Linked DNA regions of Mus musculus: region 1 is linked to region 2. The links are chromatin contacts, called in public ChIA-PET maps. All regions are on one chromosome and are shown on one strand. Each heading gives the region's core, a stretch centred on a gene start, on an enhancer-like site or on the middle of the called end of the contact. The rest is flanking DNA. Distances are from core to core; before and after follow the strand shown.

The links. ChIA-PET counts read pairs in DNA pulled down with a chosen protein or histone mark.
Region 1: a contact with region 2 is called in an RNA polymerase II ChIA-PET map of memory CD8 T cells, with 5 read pairs. The contact joins two enhancer-like sites. A contact is called at or near these places in 2 of 39 promoter capture datasets (cranial neural crest and hippocampal neurons), 1 of 484 Hi-C or Micro-C datasets (olfactory sensory neurons), 1 of 115 datasets of contacts at active chromatin or transcription factors (memory CD8 T cells) and 4 of 9 other capture datasets (adipose tissue, embryonic stem cells, liver and 1 more).

Annotation. Positions count from the first base shown.
Region 1 is chr4:149,646,831-149,649,530 of GRCm38.p6, reverse strand. It overlaps Clstn1 (calsyntenin 1), which reads right to left. Exons shown (of 19, transcript NM_023051.5): 18 at 2,581-2,700; 19 at 632-2,158. The coding sequence ends at 1,967. It overlaps Pik3cd (phosphatidylinositol-4,5-bisphosphate 3-kinase catalytic subunit delta), which reads left to right. Exons shown (of 22, transcript NM_001164052.1): 22 at 1-363. Among named protein-coding and RNA genes, the nearest start is that of Mir7023, 7.4 kb to the left of the region's middle. Within about 2 kb of position 1,285, at least 56 of the 459 cell types and tissues checked have an H3K27ac peak or open chromatin away from gene starts, as enhancers often do. A contact at or near this core is called in memory CD8 T cells, where this site is marked.
Region 2 is chr4:149,321,132-149,323,941 of GRCm38.p6, reverse strand. No RefSeq gene overlaps it. Among named protein-coding and RNA genes, the nearest start is that of Ube4bos3, 12 kb to the left of the region's middle. Within about 2 kb of position 1,436, at least 32 of the 459 cell types and tissues checked have an H3K27ac peak or open chromatin away from gene starts, as enhancers often do. A contact at or near this core is called in memory CD8 T cells, where this site is marked.

The DNA of each region.
Region 1 (2,700 bases), core at 36-2,535, 330 kb before region 2:
CAGAACATGGCTCAAGGAGCCCCTTCATGTTGATGAGCCCAGGGTCCAGCAGTGAGCGGTGGTGCCTCCGCAGCACCCGCTGAACCCCTAGTCTGCCCCACCAACTCTGAAATAGGAAACGTGTCTGTGTGTGTGTATGTATGTATGCCATGTTATTTATTGAAAAGAGTCTAGGTGCTCTCTGGTGTGGCTGCAGATTCTGCACAGGCTCGGCCTTTCTGGGTTGGGTGTGTACTTGGCTGGAAGACGGGTTTTTTGTTAAGTTTTTTCCTCTCATTGATGGGGGCTGAGACCAGTTTGTGCAACCTTGACACAACAGGTAAAGACAGGTGAAAAGAAATAAAAACGTTTTTATGTTCTTAAGTTCTTGGCTCAAATAACAAGGGGACTTGGGGGGATACAGTGTACTGGTTGAGCCCTTGTCTGCGAAGTGCAAAGCTTCAGGTACATTCCTTAGTACCATAAAAATTAATAATCCTTGCCCGGCATGGTGGACATCTGTAATCCCAGCACTGAGCAGGCAGAGGCAGGAGGATTGCTTTAAGTTTGAGCCCAGCCTATCTTCATAAATCCCTCAACCCCTGCCCCAACCCGTACCCAACAAACATGACAGAATGGACCCCACTCAGGCTGGAGTTAGAACCAGAACTTTATTATAACGCATACACTTTCTGACCTAGTGTCGATATACACATCTTAAAGGGGACCCTGCGGCTACTGACACGACAGTGTCCCTCTCTTCGTTAGCCTGTTTCCATCTAAGAAAGCAGCTACAGGGGACAGGACATGGGAGGGCGGCCACAGACAGCACGGCGGCATCCTTCGAACTAGCAGCAACAGCAGCGAGGACTGGATGTCCCAGCTGGAGCAGTCTAAACTCTTGACTGTGAATGAAGAGCTGTGCTGTGTGGGTGGTACCTGCTGTCTCCTATCTGCTGGGTCTTAGATCTTAGCCCAAACCCAACAGCACGCGGCATCCCATGGGGCCTCTGGGGAGGAGAGAAAAGATTGTTCTGGAGCATTGTAGCAGTTTATCTTTGGGCCTCGGGGTCTCCTTTTGGTGCTGTTGTGCAGACTTGCTCAGAACCGTGGTCTTCCAAGCGAGGAGCCTGACCGCCTGCACCTTTGCTGTCCGTTCCCAGCTACACCATTTCACCAACAGGGAGGCTCACGTTAATAAGCAGAAACCATGTGGCTGCCAGTCACAGGCGTGTACAGGAAAGGCCAGGGGCTTTGGCAACATCCTGGCTGTTCCCAGCCTCTAATGTGGTTGGAGGCTCGTGGGGCTGGCCCCCCCAGACAGCACTTGAAAGCCATGGCCCCGGCCACGTGGCTGTACGGAAACCCTAGCAAGGGTGGGCCCCAGTGACTTGGGCCTCTCCAACCTGGTTTCTTGGGAGGGAAGAGGGAGGAAGAGGCCCTCCTGGCCCCGCATTCTGACTTTACATTCCTGTCCTGGACTACTAGCACAGAGGACACACAGAATCCCAATTTATTTACAAAATATTAAAAAGTCGGTTGGCCATCTACATATTAACCCCCTCTGCTCTCCCACTTTATACATGCACTAGTTTGGGAAAAAAAAATAAAAAAACTTTTAAAAATAAGAGAAATGGTTACTGACTGCGTGGGAGTAATTTTTCACCCTCTGTCGACAAGTCCGCTCAGTGCGGCTTCTCTGGAGGTCCCAGGTGCTGGTGTCCTCTCCCTGGCCGACAGGGAACTCCAGACACACTTGGGGTCTGAGGTGCTGTGGGGCCCCTGCCCTGGGGAGGAAGCGCCAGCTTCTAGCAAAACTGCAATGGTGATGGGCGGGGAGGGTGGAGCCGGTGGTCCCACACACCAAGCACGGGAGGACTTTGAGCAGTGGGGGAAGGGTCTGCAGACCTGCTGGTCAAAATGATTTTGTACATCGTGGACCCGTGGGGCTGGGAGAGAGTCTGGAGAGCAGGCGCTGAGTGCGGGTTTAGTAGCTGAGTGTGGAGTCATCCCATTCCAGCTGTCGGGTGGCATTCTGGCCGTCTCCGGGGCCTCCTTCCTCCTCCTCACTGCTCTCAGACTCGGCACTGGTGATGTCTTCCTCTTCCTCCCCATCTTCGCTCTCCTCCTCCTCCTCCTCCTCTTCCTCCTCCTCACTGCTGTGCTGGTCCTCATATGTCTGGCAAAGAGACGACGGCGTAAATCTAGCCTGTAGCCCCATCGCCCAGTGTCTATCTACTAAAAGCCACAAAGGAAAACACAGCCAACCCCACAGTGACAGAAGGGCCTGAGTGGTACTGGGAGTCGCCTCGCCAAAGTGACCCGGCAGGTGACGCTCTCATTAGCAACATGGATACCACTCACATGGGATGGGGTGCTCAATGCAGAGGGGCGGAGCTTAGTCCTGTCATACCACGGACATCTTGGGGTAAAGAAGCCAAGAGCGTCAGTTGCCTGCCTATGCTACTCACGGAGGCCTTCAGCAAGGGCTTCCTCATCTGAAGGTGACCCCCCTAATCTAATCTCACTGACCCAACCTGCAAGCACATGACCAGGGTCTGGGTCTCCGTGGCGCTTTGTGGTTGGCCCTTCTGTGCCTACCTCCATGGGGTTGACGGTGATGGTCAAGGCAGAGTCATCCCAGTCCATCTCATTCTCCTTCCCCGTGTCCTGGTCCCGCATCGTTCGCTGATGTGCAGCCCGGATCCGAAACACCCCCAG
Region 2 (2,810 bases), core at 187-2,686:
AAAAGAGGATAAGCCGAGCGCATTTGTGATGCTCCTAAAATAATCCAGGAGATAGTCAACTGCGCAGGACTCGGATCAAAGCAAGTGCAGTGAACCCGGGGGAGGGGAGAGGCTGGACTCTGGAATAGGTCGAGTTCCGTGATTGAGGTTTGGGAATAGATTAGAGGAAGTGCAGCCGTAGTCAAGTAGACAGGCCACGTGACTTCAAAGGACATCGAGGACAATGTTGGGGATACTGAGTGGAGCGGCTTGGGGTGAAGTGTAAAGATTTCAGGCTTGATATAGATATCTGTCTGTAGTATAAGAGAAGTCTGGACTGGCGACATAAATATGGGGCTTATGGTTCCTGGTATGACTGAAAGCTGTCAGACTGGAGGCATCTGAGCACTTTAAATCAGTGTGGTAGGCTAACATGGTAGCAACAGCGAAGTCCCAACATGTCATCACGGATGTAGGAGGATTGCGACTTCAAGGTCACCTTTGGCTACATAGCGCACACAAGATGAGACCAGCCTAGGTTACATGGAAAAACTGTAAAAAATAAATAAACCAATAAATAAAATAAGCATTAGAAGCCAAGCACTGAAGGGCTTAGGCCTGGAATCTCAGATATTAGGTAGAGGCCAGAGAGTCAGGCATTCAAGGGCAGTCTCCACCTCATAAGAACTCTGGGGCTGTCTTGGGCTACCTGAGACCCAAACCCACACAAAACAATTTTCAATGCCCCTGTCTCTGCCAGCTTCTCGGTCCCAGGCCAGTGTCTGCTGTGATAGGGTTCATTTTCTAGTTCTAAGCACCTAGCCCTTGTTCTTAAGCAGATCACCTAAAGCCTGTGGGTTAAACCAGAAACTGTGCTTTTTATCATCGTAAATCGTGGTGTGGCTTGACCGAGCTCAGGGGTTTTGAGGCTGACTGAGGGAACTTACATGTTCGTGGTCTAATTGTGGCTGGGGCTAAGCTGTCCTGAAGGTCTCCACATCTGGTTCTTGCCTAGCACATCTGCAGTGACCTCTAAGACCTCCATCTGTTGCAGACACAGGTGGTGTGGCTTTCAAAGATTGGGAATACAAACCCGTTTCTCAATGGGAGGAGTGCCGATGTCATAGGTTAAAAATAGCCTAAGAAATAGAAAGAGATCTTTCTTTGTTTTGATTTGTGTTTAGTTTGGGTAATGGGGTAAAGCCCAAGGCCCCACAAATACTAAGCAAGGGATCTGGTACTCTAAGCCACTCCTTTATTTTGTCATAAAGAAACACGAGCAAGGACCTTGCTCCAGTCATTTCCAAAGCCCCTGGGATCCCAGGGCCAGTGGAGGATTTGTGATATTGCTGGTTTCCAGCAGAGTCTCTAAATCTTCTGACCTTTTGTATCGTGTATCGCTTTGTAGTGGTTTAAATTATTCATGCTGTTTTGTTGAAAGCTAAGCATGTTGGCCACTGAGGGAAGGGGAGGAAGTGGAAGGCACAGTGCATTGTGGGAGGTTAGAGGCTCTTCGGCATTGCGATAGCTTAAGACTCTTGGTGAAGGGGTGTGTGTGTGTGTGTGTGTGTGTGTGTGTGTATGTTGATCAGACACAAGACAGACAGAGATGGTTGTTTATCAGTACTTCTCTGTTTACCTAGTCTCTGTTTACCTGTTTGTTTGTTGGTTTGTTTGTTAAGATATATGGAGTCATTATGTAGCCATGGCCAGTCTATAATTTGCCATGTAGCCCAGACTGGTCTTGAATTCACAGAGCTCTGCCTGCTTCTGTCTCTCGGTTGCTAGGATTAAAGGCACGCACCGTGATGTCCTGCTTTCTCTTTTCTATGTGTCTGTATGTATCATGTACAGCCATGTACATGCACACATGCATGTCTCCATGTATACGTGGGTGCATGTGATCTGCCTGCCTCTGCCTCCCTGTTGCTGGGATTAAAGGTGTACACCACCAAGCCCAGCACAAGTATCATTTAGATGGTTCTCCACCTTATTTATTGAAGTGGGTTCTCTTCACGGGACACAAGGCTTGCCAGTATGGTCTGTCTAGCTAGCTTGCTTCAGGATCCCCTGTCTCTATCTTAGGAGCCTAGGAATTACAGCCAGCGCACCCATAATTGTTATTACTAAATTTCTAGTATACAAAATACTGGATTTCATTATGACATTTTCAAATATATGTAACACATATGTTCGTATGCACACCCTCCCTGTCTGTACATTTATACAGACCTGTGCGTTTTATTTCTCTACCTTTCTGCTCCTTATAACAAGACACCCATAACGTCTCGGAGATGGGAGGAAATTGCTGATGAAATGGCCTTCTAATCTTCTTAAACCTAAAGGTCTTGCACAGAAAACACATTATTGATAAGAATGCGGAGCTAATTTCTAGCTACTGCAGAGTTGGCTGCTTATATGAATGGTGCAGCCCACCTTTGAAAATATTCTCTGTCTTAGTTACTTTTCAACTGCCAAGAAAGACACCATGACCAATGGAACCTATAAAAGAAAGCATTTAATTGGAGGCTTGCTTACAGTTTCAGAGCATTAGTCCTTAACCATCATGGCTGGGAATGTGGCGGCAGGCAGGCAGGCGGGCAGGTAGGCGGGCAGGCACCGGAGCAGTAACGGAGAGCTCACATCTGATTCACAAGAACTGAGACAAAGAAAAATGGCGTGGACTTTTGAAACCTCAAATCTGATCCACCCTCAGTGATACACCTCCTCCAATAAGGTCACACCTCATGATCCTTCCCAAACAATTTCATCCACTATGTAGGAGCCAAGAGTTCAAATATATGAGCCAATAGGGGGCGCTATTCTCACTC